Regions from separate parts of the Gossypium hirsutum genome. Here all the other regions are linked to region 2. A link is a contact called in public Hi-C data. All regions are on one chromosome and are shown on one strand. Each heading gives the region's core, a stretch centred on a gene start, on an enhancer-like site or on the middle of the called end of the contact. The rest is flanking DNA. Distances are from core to core; before and after follow the strand shown. Region 1 holds the start of LOC121228187. Region 2 holds the start of LOC107899007 (two-component response regulator ARR5). Region 3 holds the start of LOC121228189 (chaperone protein dnaJ 16).

The links. A called contact is a pair of places that touch in the nucleus more often than the background predicts.
Region 1: a Hi-C map of leaf shows a contact between it and region 2, with 1.7 times the contacts expected there. The contact joins the promoter of LOC121228187 here to the promoter of LOC107899007 in region 2. A contact is called at or near these places in 7 of 34 Hi-C or Micro-C datasets (callus, hypocotyl and leaf).
Region 3: a contact with region 2 is called in a Hi-C map of leaf, with 3 times the contacts expected there. The contact joins the promoter of LOC121228189 here to the promoter of LOC107899007 in region 2. A contact is called at or near these places in 12 of 34 Hi-C or Micro-C datasets (anther, callus, hypocotyl and 1 more).

The regions. Positions count from the first base shown.
Region 1 is chrA04:80,068,307-80,073,231 of Gossypium_hirsutum_v2.1, reverse strand. It overlaps LOC121228187, which reads right to left and starts at 2,130. Exons shown (of 4, transcript XM_041111452.1): 1 at 1,242-2,130; 2 at 621-854; 3 at 446-509; 4 at 1-95. The coding sequence starts at 808.
Region 2 is chrA04:80,401,497-80,405,853 of Gossypium_hirsutum_v2.1, reverse strand. LOC107899007 (two-component response regulator ARR5) reads right to left here and starts at 1,965. Exons shown (of 4, transcript XM_016824595.2): 1 at 1,037-1,965; 2 at 851-936; 3 at 609-757; 4 at 1-516. The coding sequence starts at 1,199. The coding sequence ends at 204.
Region 3 is chrA04:80,136,061-80,140,835 of Gossypium_hirsutum_v2.1, reverse strand. It overlaps LOC121228189 (chaperone protein dnaJ 16), which reads right to left and starts at 1,966. Exons shown (of 12, transcript XM_041111456.1): 1 at 1,202-1,966; 2 at 275-398. The coding sequence starts at 1,341. TRNAQ-UUG (transfer RNA glutamine (anticodon UUG)) reads left to right here and starts at 2,315; the gene lies at 2,315-2,386.

The DNA of each region.
Region 1 (4,925 bases), core at 881-3,380, 330 kb after region 2:
CGAGCATCCTGTATTAATGGGTTAGCTACTCTACTCGGCGGCGACCCACAAAAAAATGGGGGCGACGACGCTACTTGTTCTGCTCTACAACCACCCTGCCAAATTCCAAATTCATCAGATAATTTTTTTTTTATGAGAAACCGTATACAACAGATTAACGGATCTTCTCGTAGATCAACACTTTGGAAAACCAGAACTATGTTCTTCTAGAAACTCTTTAGTTGGCTCACTAAACTAACGGTTAAAATTTTAAATGGTCCCCCCCCCCTTTGCAAAAGACATTTCTGGCATCGAGACTCCGCCATTGCCCCAAAGCTAAGATTTTTTTTTATTTTATAATTTATGATAATTTATTGTTCCTTAGAATAAGACAACTAGAAATAAACACCTAAATACGTGTAGATTATTTTTAAAAATAAACAAGGAGAAAGAAGCATGGGCATACCTTTGTAAGAATCATATCCAAAATATCACTCCCTGCTTTCGAATCACAAAGCTCAGTTTGATGGCTGAAAAACATTAAAAATATTTGTTAGTACTCTATCTCTGCTGTAATTTGTTTATTTATTTATTTTTGAGAGAGAGAAGGTTAAAAGTTGAAGGGAATAAGGGAAAATTACCTAAGTTGCCATCTGAGGGACCGAACTGGCTGGTCGTTGAAAGAGGCGTTTAAGAGACCCAAACGACGTGGTTTTGGGCAGACCATAGTCTCTCTCCGATCCGTAACCATAACTGAAACCGAAATAGAGCTCTGCAACTCCTCACAGCTGCTTCCAATAGCGTTCTGTTGGATGGCACGCTGCTTCATCTTTTCCCCTTTGACGTTTTTTTTATATTATTAACAATTAATATCCCTATTTAACATAAAACAGAAACTTAATTGAACAGAAACCAAAATTCAACCGTAGCCTTCTTCCGGTGTATTTCTAACATTAAATTCCTACAATAATGATAAAATCAGTTCTAGATCCGTAGATCTACAGGAGCAAAACAAATTAAATATTAAAATAAATAGATCTAATTGCAATTCGGAGCCGGAAAAAAACAAACGGAGCTTAAAGATGTTAATTATAAGGAAAAAAAATAAGCTTAAATTCCCAAAATTAGGTTTCGTAAGGAAATGATTCAGATCGAGGAAGAAATAAAGGAAATCTTGAGAAGACCTTGTTTGAAACGATGAAAAATTGAGGGGGAAAGAAAGAAGGCAGAGGCGAAGAGGTAATGGAGAGAAAGTATAATACCTTTGTTTCTAACTGTACAGCTGCGTTGAGAAACTGTTGGAGTAGGTAGTAAAATATAAACAGAGAAAGAAAATGAAGTAAAGTTAGGCGAGAGAAAAAAGAAGGATAGCGGAGGAAAGGTCCGGTGTGCTTTATAGATGAGAAGGAGAAAGAGAAATTAGGAAGGAAAAAAAAGAAAAGAGGGAAGAGACGAGAGAATCACGAAAATTGGAATTAAAATAAAGTAAATTAAGGTAAATTAAATAAGAAAAGTCGTAGGGGAACGTGGCAACAATACAGCTAAGAATTGAAAATAAAAAATAATTTTATTGAAAGAAAAAGAAGAAGTAGGGTGTACTTAAATAGTAAAAGGCTTCTGAAAAGAAAAAGTGAGAAATAGTAGAAAGGTTTGAGCTCATTTTCATTTTTCAAAATTTTGTTTGAAACTGATTTATGTTTCATTTTTAAATTAAAGTTTAATTATTTTTTAAGTACAATTATAAATTTAATTATTTATATATTTTTTATATAAATACTTAAAATTACTCATAAGAAGATTAATATGTTTTTACACGCTTAAACTCATATTAATTGATAATATATATACATATTTAAACCAAAATAAACTTTAAAAAAATGCATACTAAAACTTAAAAATTTCAAAATTTCAAAATTTTTTTATTTAATAAAATTAATTTATTAAGTAAATCTTATCTCAAATATTAAAATTCATTGACACTGGATAGAAGAAAAAAAAAAGAAAACATGGCAACAATCTCGTTACACTCTTTAGTCCAACTCGCATTGATTATATATAAAATTTTTAAAAAGAAAAGAAATGAGAAATTGTATAATAAAAATCAGAAAAAGCGGTGCCTCCCGCGAGAAATAACATCGGAATTAGCACCCCTTTTAAAGTGTAACAATAGGCATTAAAAAAACTATATAAAAATCTTTAGAAATATCAGCGGACCAAATAGTACCACTGACCTATCAGTATATTTCCCCAACCGACTTGCTTTGCGTCGTGGGCTTGTAGATCCAAACCCTACTTGCTATGTGAATTCGACACGTGTTCCTTGTTCTTTATTTCAAAATTTCTGATGTTTTGGAACGTGGTCGGCATGACTGATGAGCCTGCTCTCTCTTTTTCTTTTTCTTTTTAATTTTATTTTTGGGTAAAAATAAAATGTACCGTGTTTTCAGTTCCTACTGAACCGCTATGTTTGGATCTTATTATTGCCGTTTCAGATCCATCCTCCATTTAATATTTTATTTAAATAAATTATTTCTTTCATTTTTAAAAACTTTTAAAAATATTTAGGTAAAACTTTTAATTTTAATTATACGAATATATAATAAAAATTAAAAATAATATATGTAGAACTAATTAACATTAGAACAAATTCAATACAAAATAGAATAAACATAAATTAAAATAAATTTAAGCATGATTCATAAAAGTGAAATACCATTTAAATTTAAATTAAAACAAATTTATATGGTCAAATTTAAATCTAAAATAATTGTCTTTTCCTTAACATTTACCAATGTTAAAACCCAAATATAAAGATTTTATTAGTAATTTGTTCATAAATATAAAACTTTGAGTGAATTGAGTTTTAACTCAGTTGATATTAGTATTATTATTAATTTAAGAGGATATAGATTTGAATAGTTGAAACATATCATTCTCTTATTTAAATATTGAAGAGAAATTATTAATAATTTTAAGTATTATATAAAAAAATAAATACTAAAAATCATGATACTACACTCGTATAAGAAAAAAAATGTTAACTCATACGAATCCATGTCAATATGTCGTCCCATGAATAAAAGAGACATTATTGAAGATTATACCAAAAAAGAAAGTCCTCAAAATCATGTAATCCAAGTCAAACCTCGTCAACTTACAGCTTTCTTCCTAACAAATTGGAGAATTTTATTTATCATAAAAGCAACATAAACCATTACTGCTTCTACAAGGAGGACATAATGAGACATCGTTGGTATCCCAAAATTAAAGTTTGAAAATATCTTTAATATCGTTACAACATAAAATATAAGACATTGTGAAAGTGCATAAAGCCTTGATGATCGATCTTTATAGATAGATAAAGGCTAAGCATGGGCATTAAGTTACTATTTTATTAAGTATTTTGATAGTCATGTATGTCAACTTAAGATATTGTTGGAGCAAATTCAGATGAGTTAGATTAAGTGTTAGTTAGAATGTAATAAATTGATCGATGTTCTCTCTTCCCAAAACTAAGATGTTGTGGTGAGGCTATGTATTATTAGGTTAATATACTGGTTAACTATTTTGGCAAGAGGCCGCGTGGCTCACTATGCTTGTATGAAACAAATCCTGCACTTAAAAATTAACATCCACACGACCAGGAGGACAGACTGTGAGTGACACACAGCCATGTAACAACTCGTGTCCCAGACCATGTGTAGCCTAAAAACTTCATAAACAAGCCAAATTTTCAACCCTTTCTTAGGTATCAAGTCAAATCAATATCAACTATTTTCATGCCTTCAAAACACATTCAAAACATGCTTGAAACATACCAAAACATCCAACCTAAGTGCCTAACCAATGTGCCTTCATTGGCACTACATTTCATACACCAAACTAATTCACATTCAAGGATCTCAAGTGTAATAGCCCGTTTTCAGTAAAATCGGAACAGTGGTTTCGGGACCACAAATCCGAAGTCAAAAAAAATTATTTTAATATTATTTTATAGTCTTTGGTATGATAGAAATGACATATAAAAATTTTGGTAAGAAAAAATTTATCGATTATAAATTTAATTGTTAGAAAGGACCAATTTGTATAAAGTACAAAAGTTGAATTTTAGTAGTTAGAGGGATTAAATAGCTATGGAATTCAAAATTTGAGGTCCTTATAAGGTAAATAGACCATTAAGAGAAGTTAGTAGATAATTATGATGATTCATCCATGGAAATTTAAGAAAAGAAAATGACTAAATTGGAAAGTGAAAAAATAAAAAATGATAATTAATTAAAAGACAAAATATAATCTTATTTCATCATCTTCCCCAAATTATTTTCATGAAAACCATAGCTAAGAGAAAAGAATTCAAGCAAGCTTAATTGGGTAAGTATTCTTATTCCGTTTTTAGTAATTTTTATATTTTCGAGATCGTAATAACCTGATCTAGCTATTTTGGGGATTAATTTGCAAATTTATCAAAATATTAAAAATTTTCCATGGATGAGTGTGCTGAAATTTTGAAATTTATAGTAGAAAATGAAAGGTTGTTGATAGATAAACAACTTTTGTAAAGGAAATTTTCATGAAATTGTGATTTAAGGACTAAATTGTAAAGATGTAAAATTCATGGAAAAATTTTGATTTTTTTGAAATGCATGGACTGTTATTGTTATATGAAAAATTTGGCTAGGCTTGAAATAAGGGTTAAATTTCATGAATTTCATTTTCCGAGCTTAGAGACGAAATCGTCATTAATTAAAAATATAGGGGCAAATTAGTAATTTTGCCAAGGATGTGAATTAAATTGAATCAATTATGAATTGTATTAAATTGAGTAAAATTTAATTGTATAGATCCGGATAACTCAAATGCGAAGTTAGATTGTGGAAAAGAAAAAATGTCGGATTAGTAGATTTCAAATACACGAACATTTGTCAAGGTAAGTTCGTGTAACTAAA
Region 2 (4,357 bases), core at 716-3,215:
TTGGAATCCCATTTTGTTACATTATATAAATATAATTAACAGAAAGTACAAAAACTTAGAAAGAAGAAGAAAAGGGAGCTTTGATTAATTTGCAAAGCGCAACAAAAACCGTCAAAAAATATTAACGGGAGAATTGCAGGGAGGGGTTTGGTCTAGTCTTCTAAAAGTTGAAATCCTTTTTATTAGTAGTAAAATATGCTGCTCTATTCAGAGCTTGTCATTTTCAGACGTCTGGTGGGAGAATCCAGTGTTGAAGGAGACAACGGTGCTGTTGCTGATTGAATCGAGGATGATGGTGACGATGATGCTGATGATGATAAAGTAGACGGTGGGGATGATGACAGATCGTCATCTCCTTCTCTTTGCTTTCTTTTGTTGATTCCTCTTCTTCTTGCTCTTGCTCCTTCTCTTTGTTCTCCCTCTCTTAACTCTGTGGTCGTGTAATCTATTATGCGTTTTACATCTGATAATTTCACTGGTTTCACTATAAAATCCTCTGCTCCTTCCTCTAAGCATCTGTTTATCAACAATTTCAAGATCCATTATTTTTTTTAACCCAATTTTTTTCAATGATTTAAGGCCATAAAAGTTACTTAAAAAAACAATACCTGTCGATTCGAGCTATAACGTTCTCAGATGACATGATAACAACTGGGATTTCTCTAAAAGCTGAAGATTCCTTCACCTTTTTGAGCAATTCGTAGCCGGTCATTCCAGGCATACAATAATCGGTAATAATCAGATCAACCTTCAGACCCTGAAAATCACAAAAAAAAGCTAACAAATGAGGTCAGAAAAATCAATATCTGGGAAATTTTGTGATGAAATTGCAATTATTATTAGTACTCACATCAAAACCATTCGTTTCTTTCTTTTGAATCTCCTCATCTAATCCCAGGTATTGCAAAGCTCTCCTCCCGCTATCCACTGCCGTCACTGCACAAATCCAAATCCAAACCCCCATTCGATTCAAATCCAAACTAATTAATTTAAAAAAAAAAGTCGAAGAAAAAGAAGGGAATCTGGATGAACAAACCTTTACAAGAGGAAATTCTGAGCAAGCGTTCAATGACTTTCCGATCAACGAGGCTATCATCAACGGCAAGAACATGAACTTCTTCGGTATCAGACGTAGAAAGATCGTAGCCGTCTATCTTCTCCGTCGTCCTCATCCAAGCAACGCCACCGTTCCTGGCCATCTCAGAGACAACAAAATCAAAGAGGGAGATTTCTGTAATGCAAAAAAAGGAAAAAGGGAGAGAAAAAAGAGAAGGGCTTTAATAAACAAGGCTTCCACCCCTGGTTCAATGGTCTGGCATTTTATACGGTGTAATGTTTTTTAAAAGAAAAATGGATATTAAAATATAAAATTTCTCTCGCAAATCAAATCTTTCTCACACTAAGAAATCCCCGCAATCTAATATTTTAATGCAAAAGGAGAGAGGGTTAATAGTCGCTGGGATTCGAAAATCCACTTCGGTGCCCTGCCCCCTGTCCCTTTTCACTTGCCTCTTTCCATTATTTCGTTTAAATATCGTGGTGACAGATAAGATAAATTGGTCAAAATAAAAGAAATATTATTGAGGGACGTGCCAGTGAATGGTCGGAATCGAGCAGGGAAACTGACCGGAGGTCAATGGAGGAAGGCGCCGTCAAATCCGACACATCTCCCGAACCGGCGGCATAAATAACAACAGCTTAAAAATACGTTTCTTTTCTCCCTCTTCAACCGGCTTTGAAAAGACGGATGGAATTGGACAAACAGCATCTTTACTATTTCTAGGAAGGGTGCACACAGATTTTTATTAACAATAACAAAAACATCCAATTTTTTCAAAATTAATAATTACCCTAAGTATAATATTTTAAATTAAAAATTTTATCTTCCTCGTTGCTTGTTTTTCGCAGGTACCACCCCACCTAGTGTTCTGTCCTTTACACTCCCTTTTTTGGTCTATTAATTCTTCTGTATTTATTTAATTACACGTGCTGGGTTTTAACCCTCTCAAACCAATAATGACTTTGATTCTCTTAATACACCATTAATCAACTTTGGTTTCTTTTTAATCACCTCTTCTTCTACCATTCAACCTTTATGTCTTCATGAAAATTATACTGATTTTATATCATTTTTAAATAAATTACATATAAAAATAATTTAATATATTTATTTTTTTAAATATGTATGATTGAATCAAAATTAAAATTTTATATGTATAATTGTATCAAATTTAAGTTCATGAATCAAATTGTACTTTGAATTAAAGTTTATATATAATTTTAAAGTTTATCTCTTTATATATACTTATTGAGTTAGTGTCATTAATCTACATAAGTAAAAAATTATTAAAATATTTTTATTTTTATAAAATAATAAATAATAATTTAAGGGTATTTTAAATAGTTTATTTAATGCCTGTATACCTTGTATAAATATATGATTTACCTAAAAAAAAAATTACCCACAACATGCTATAAAGCTGGTATATATTAACTTCTCTAAAAAGATAATTGAAGAAAAATGGAGTGAGATGGGTGAATATACCAAAAATGAGTAACGAGAATGTGTAAATAAGTAAGAATGAAAAGAGGGAATTAGTTAGGGAATAGAAATTAGAAATTGAAAAGAAGAATGAGAGGATAAGGACATGAAATAGAGGTGATCAAAGGGATTTAGGGAATATTAAAAACGCAGAAATGGAGTTGAAAAGGTAGCCAAAACGACAAGAGAGAGAGAGAGAAGGGAGAGATTTGGGGGAGTCGAAAACAAATCTGGGGGGTGGGGGGGACCAACAAAGCTTTTTCTAATCTTTCGGACTTTTCTTTTATGTTTTGAAAACTGCATATCAAATCTTGGAGATCGCCTTAACCTTGCCTTGAAATCAACAATCATCGGATCCGATCCGATCCTTAACTCTTACCCCGCCTTTCCTTTTTCTCGCCATTTTTTCTTCTCACGATTTGCCTTTTCTACTTTACTTTCTATTCATTCAAGTTTTATTTTCTTTCCAAATTTATTTAAGCTTCCATTCAACCTCTTTTTTAAGGTTTATTAATATATTAAAAAATCTTAAATTATTATCTTTTGTTTAAAACAAGTCAATCTACTTTTTTTTTAATTAAATAAACTCATATTTTTTATTAGTTCACCAAGCTTCATTAATAGAAAATAATATATACACAAATTTCTAGTTAAACATTGATTAGGAAAATTTGGAGTCAAATTTATTTATAAACATTGAAGAGAAGTTATAATATCTAAAAACAAATTTATTACAAAGAAAAACTCCTTTTATTATTCTCTGCTTTGATTCAAGAATTGTCTAGACTTTGATCTAAGATTAATACGGTTGCTTTAAGGGTCATCAAGACTTGACCCGTAAACTAGGTCTGGCGAGATACTTGGTTGAAAATTAGACTTCATTGAATTCAAGGGCTTTTGAGACTTGATGTTGAATCAATTATGTTCACTTCAAAGTTTGTTGAGACTTGATCTTGAAAACAGTTATAGAGAGAATTTGGATTGAAGAGTTTTTGAAACTTGATATTGGATGGTTTAGTTTGCTTCAAGGGTCATCGAGACTTTATTTTAAAAACAAGTTGTTATCTCCTTTATGTTGATGCAAAGAGGCTAACGAGAGCTTTGATCCAAAAGCATTCTAGTCTTGATCTTTGATGGAAGAATGACTTCACTTCTAGGCTTGATCTCGAAGAAAAAAATCGATCAAACAAGATAAAAAAACAACTTTCTCTAGAATGGCTATGTTGTTCTTCAAATTCTTTAGAGATTTCTTGGGATTTTGGAGAAAACTTCTAGTTATCAACATATTCTTTTCAAACTTTGATATCTAAACTCAAAGACTTGTGAACTTGTGAAACTATGTAGAATTGTTTGGTGGTGACCCTCTTTTATAGTAAAGCCAATAAAAAAAAAGATTTCATGTAGGATATAAATTCTTTATATGAGTTATCCATAAAGACTAAACTCTTTTATTTATAGTTATCTCTTATTAATTTAATTAATTAGAAATAAAATAATCATTTAAAATAATAACTTAATTATTTTAATTTAATTAGTGATCATTTATTTTTTTAATTTTTTCTTAATAATTTAAATTAATTAGAGAAAATAATTATGATATCATCATTTTCACCAATGGTAATTTCGGTCAAGGTTTTCAAAAATAGATATGATAGTTGAACCAATCAGACCATCGATTCACCCGGTTTAATTGAATAAATTATTAAAAATAAGAAAAATAGAAAATAACTTATCCAACTAATTAGTTCTTAGTTTATAGTTCAATCGGTCCAACCCCTTATTCTGGATCAATACCTCGACCGATTCTTAACCCAA
Region 3 (4,775 bases), core at 717-3,216, 270 kb after region 2:
ATACCACTTGTTAGAGTTTATTATCATAATTACATGTCTTAAGTTTTCTTTTTATAAATACACAAAGCTACAAAAATATACAGACATATATACTTGTTGTTCCCAACTTCATGCAGGAGGGCTTTTTTTACACCTTGAACCTCAAGCAATATAAAGGTTCTAGCACCTAGATTGTGCCTTGGGCTCTTGGCATCACTGAATGCAACAGTAAGAAAATCAGAGATAACCATCAGGCAAAATAATTCTTCAGAAAGTAGATGCATGTATAGCTTACCTCAAAACCAGCAGTGTCATACTGGCGTCTTTTATCCGGATCAGACAATATATTATAAGAAAATGTAACCTCCTTGAACATATCAGCTGCAACAGGATCATTTCCATTCTTATCAGGATGGTACCTGAAAGAGCTAAGATTAGCATTTATAGCACAGCCGCCTGAATACAGCAAGTTTTTTGAGTGTATAACCAGAACTTTATATGCTTAATGTCAAGAGATGTCCAACGTGAACTATCTGAAAAGTAGTCCATGCCATACATTGTCTGTCCCAAATCACATATTTCATTTGTCATAGCTGCTTGCTGGAAAGGAGCATCATCAAGGCAAATAAACCATTCTGTGGACACATGTTGGAAACAATCATTTGGATACTTTAGTTATGGTTTTATCTGTTGTTTGACAAGTATTCCGGATATCCAACCAGTCACTAAAGGCCAGCGTTATTCTGCTTCGAATGCTTATCCCTGCACAAGCATGGTATAGGACACCTGATCTAAGCAAAATCTGTTGTCTAACTGGCAAATACCAACACTAAAAATCTGAAGCTTGGCCAAGTCCTCCACAGCTATTGCTATATGTTGATAAATGACTCTCCTACACACTATCATTGGGAAGGCAAACCATCACACCGAACCCCAATCACTCATAAATCTCCAGTTATGGTTCGAAAATGCCATCCAAATTCCGGTTCTAAATACTTGGTATACTCCACGTACGCAAGTGAATTTACCTTATAATTAACCATAGTTATCAATATGCTCAAACTAGTGTACCCTGATGTACCCTAAAGAAATCACTAAAAACTCTTAACAAAAACACCAAGAATTCGAACATAGGAACACCTTTAAACTTATAAAGGAAAAAGACCGAAAATTTACAATTAAAATTTTTTTTAAAAAAAAAGGTAAGAAAAACTAAACATACTTGAGAGCCATTTTTCTGTACGCGCTCTTAATTTCCTGATCCGTAGAGTTTCTCAAGACCCCAAGCACCTCATAAGGATCTCGACGAAGATGCTTCGCCATGCCATCGTTTTTCTCCGACTTGGATCGATGTGGCGGCATTTTTCTGTAGACACCACCAAACAAAAAACTAAACCGGAAAATTGTTCTATTTTAAGGTAAGAAACCCTAGAAATCCAAAACCTTAAACTAAATTCCAAAAACGGAATGGAAATTAACTCCCTTATGTCTCCACCACATTTCAACAAAGTAGGAGACTTTTTTAGGGGTTAAGAAGCGAAAAAGGAAAGATTCAGGTGCATTGAGAAGAGAAGATAGAAAGAGGAAACTCCATGGGACTTCCAAGCTGGAGGTTTGATAGAGAGAAGAGAAAGAAAGAGGAGGAAAAATTGGAGGGGAAATTAATTAGGTGCAATGTTAATATTTTAACATATTCATTTTTTAAATTTAAATTTGAGACAACCTATATCGTCATTGGTTTATAAATATTTTCAAAAACCAAAATTCAATGGCTATGCGTTTATCTGAACAGTACCATTGCAGTATGGAGATTGCACACTGCGCACTGCAGTCTGCAGTCTGCAGTCTGCAAACGCATATCTGCTTGCATTGGCACGTGTCATGGGATCGAGGAGCACGTGGGTGCGCAATGCGCATAATTTGCATTCCTCGTTGAAGCGGGATTTTGAAAAACATGGAAATTGTTTTTTTATACAAAAAAGAAAGTGAAATTGTTTAATTTTATTATTTAAATTATTGGATTATAAAAATAATTACAAATATAATTAAAGGTACCCACAAAATTACTTAAATATATATATAAATTAAACAAAATCATGAAAAAACATAAGATGTTGAAGTTTTTATAGCACAAATTACTAGTTTATTAAAAATTATATAAATACATAAATTACCGAACCTAATTCTCTCAATTGCAAACAGTGAATAATGATCTTGTTGCATGATTTAGAATCATCCGATCACTAACTTGCAGATTATTCTTATTCCCATTGAAAATCCTTTTATTTCCTCTACTTTGATTTTAAATTAAGATTTATATCTTATAAGCATTGGAGGTTCTATGGTGTAGTGGTTAGCACTCTGGACTTTGAATCCAGCGACCTGGGTTCGACTCCCGGTAGGACCTTTTTTGTTCACCTTAAAATGCGATATTTAAAAGAAAAATGGTTATTAATTTTATCATAATTCGGTTATTGGAGTAAAATTTAAGTGGCTTTCTATTTTTTCATAATTTTTTTATGATTAATATTTTAACAATCACCGTTATATTTCATGCTCTAGTTATATAAATTATATATGTCAAGTTTGATATAAATTAAAAAATTTTAACTATTTATTTTATGAAAAAAAGACTTTCAATTATCAAATATATGTTATTATAAACAATACTTTAGATTGATATGATGTAGATACTGACTCGATTAAAAATTTTGCATGCATGATAAGTACAAATATTTTAAAAAAATTCAACTATTAGATCGTTAAAATATTAATAGCATAAAAAAGTTATCAATGGTGTAAAACAACTTAAGTTTTACATTGTATAAGTGAATTCCTCCCCATAATTTTTTGAATGTTTATAATTTATATTTATAATTGTGATTATGCCTATAATTATATAATTGTTTGATCAAAACCAATCTAATCTTCAAGTATAGTTGCTATTGGTAGGGCTGCAAATGAATCAAGCTTGAACGAACAACCCTTTGTTCATGTTCAATTTGTGTTCGTTAAAAATTTTAAATTTTTTGTTCATGTTCGTTTATTTAAATTTATGTGTGTTCATATTCGTTTGTTTAAAATTCACGAACATTAAACAACATGTTCATGAACATATAATTGAAAATGTTCACGAACAATATTAATGAATAATAAACAAACATATAATAAATAAATACATACACACAGATATTATTTCAATATTTTTATAAGAAAATATCATTAATAAATAAACGAGTCATAAACAAGCTTATAAACGAGCCAATAAACGAGTTTATTCGTGAACATAAACGAACCGAACACACGTATGTTGGTATTCACTCATTTATTAAACAAATATAAAAATTTTGTTCATACTTATTTATTTAGCTTAGTAAACGAACGTTATACAAGTGGTTCATCGAACATTTTATTCATTTACACCCCTAACTATTAGTTTTCAAAGCCGAACTTCCATATATCTATAATATCAATATTATTAAAAGCTCAAAGATTTTAACATATACATGAATGTTGAACTAATTTTATAAACTCATAATAATACATTTTGAAATATTTAAATCAAATCTATTAAATTTAAAATGATTAAAATTATATTTATTAAGATGTTAATCCATCACATTTTAAAATATACAAATGTACCATTATAAAATTATGTTGCTTCAAAAATATTACACTTCAGTTTAAACATGGCAAAATTGTGAAATCAATAGCCGACAACATAAAATGATTGTTATATAAATTTTTTTAATAATTTTATTATATGTTTTTGATTATATTTGGCTTTTTTATTAAAATAGCACAATATCTAAAATTATCTATAGCCTTCTCCAACCATAAATATGAAGATAATATGTTTTAGCACACTCGATCCCACATCCTCCTACACTGATAACAATGCTCATGCCAATCAAACTAAGACTTAATCGACAAATTTTAATATTTTTATTTATTCAATGATAGATGAAAAAATGATAAAATAATAATACAGTAATTTATAATATATATATATAATAATTTTAAAAAACATGAAAAACATTTGAACTAAAAGAATAAAAGTATAAAGATAATTGAAATAATGAAATAAACAATGAAAAAAATTATTAAAATAGATGGAGGATTAAAAATAAAAAAATCGTTATTAATAAGAACAATTTTATTTCACTGATTAATTATAAAAACGGATTGATGATTATATCTAGAAGATATATTTATACAATTTTTTTATAGCAATATTCCGTTAAGCAAAATTTGTAGATGTTGACTTAATATTTAGGCATTTAAAGGCAAATTACACAATTATTGACCAAAAAAACTAATTACATGGTTATTTAAAAGGGTAGAGTTAATTATACAATACATCCCTAAACTATTATCTTCGTTTTAAATTAGTCTTCAAACTTTAAACATTCTAATTAAATCCTCAAACTATTGAGGTTATATCAATAAAGCTCTTTTGTTACTAAAATCAATAATTTAACTGTTAAATTAGATGTCATATCTCATGTGACATAATTTATAAAAATATTGGTGTTGAAGTTTTCGAAACTTTTACAAAAGTTTTATTGTTCATTCACTCGATCTTTTTTTTTTGGTTTTTACTTTTAAAAGTTATATGACAACATTTTAATTTTCTTTAAAATTCTTATTTTAAATTATGACACAATATCAATAACTTAGATGTCAGATAATGGTTAACGATTTTAATAATGAAAGGACTTGATTGACACAATATCAATAACTTAGAGATGTAATTAGAATGTTATGAAATTTAAGGATTAATATAGAATATGATG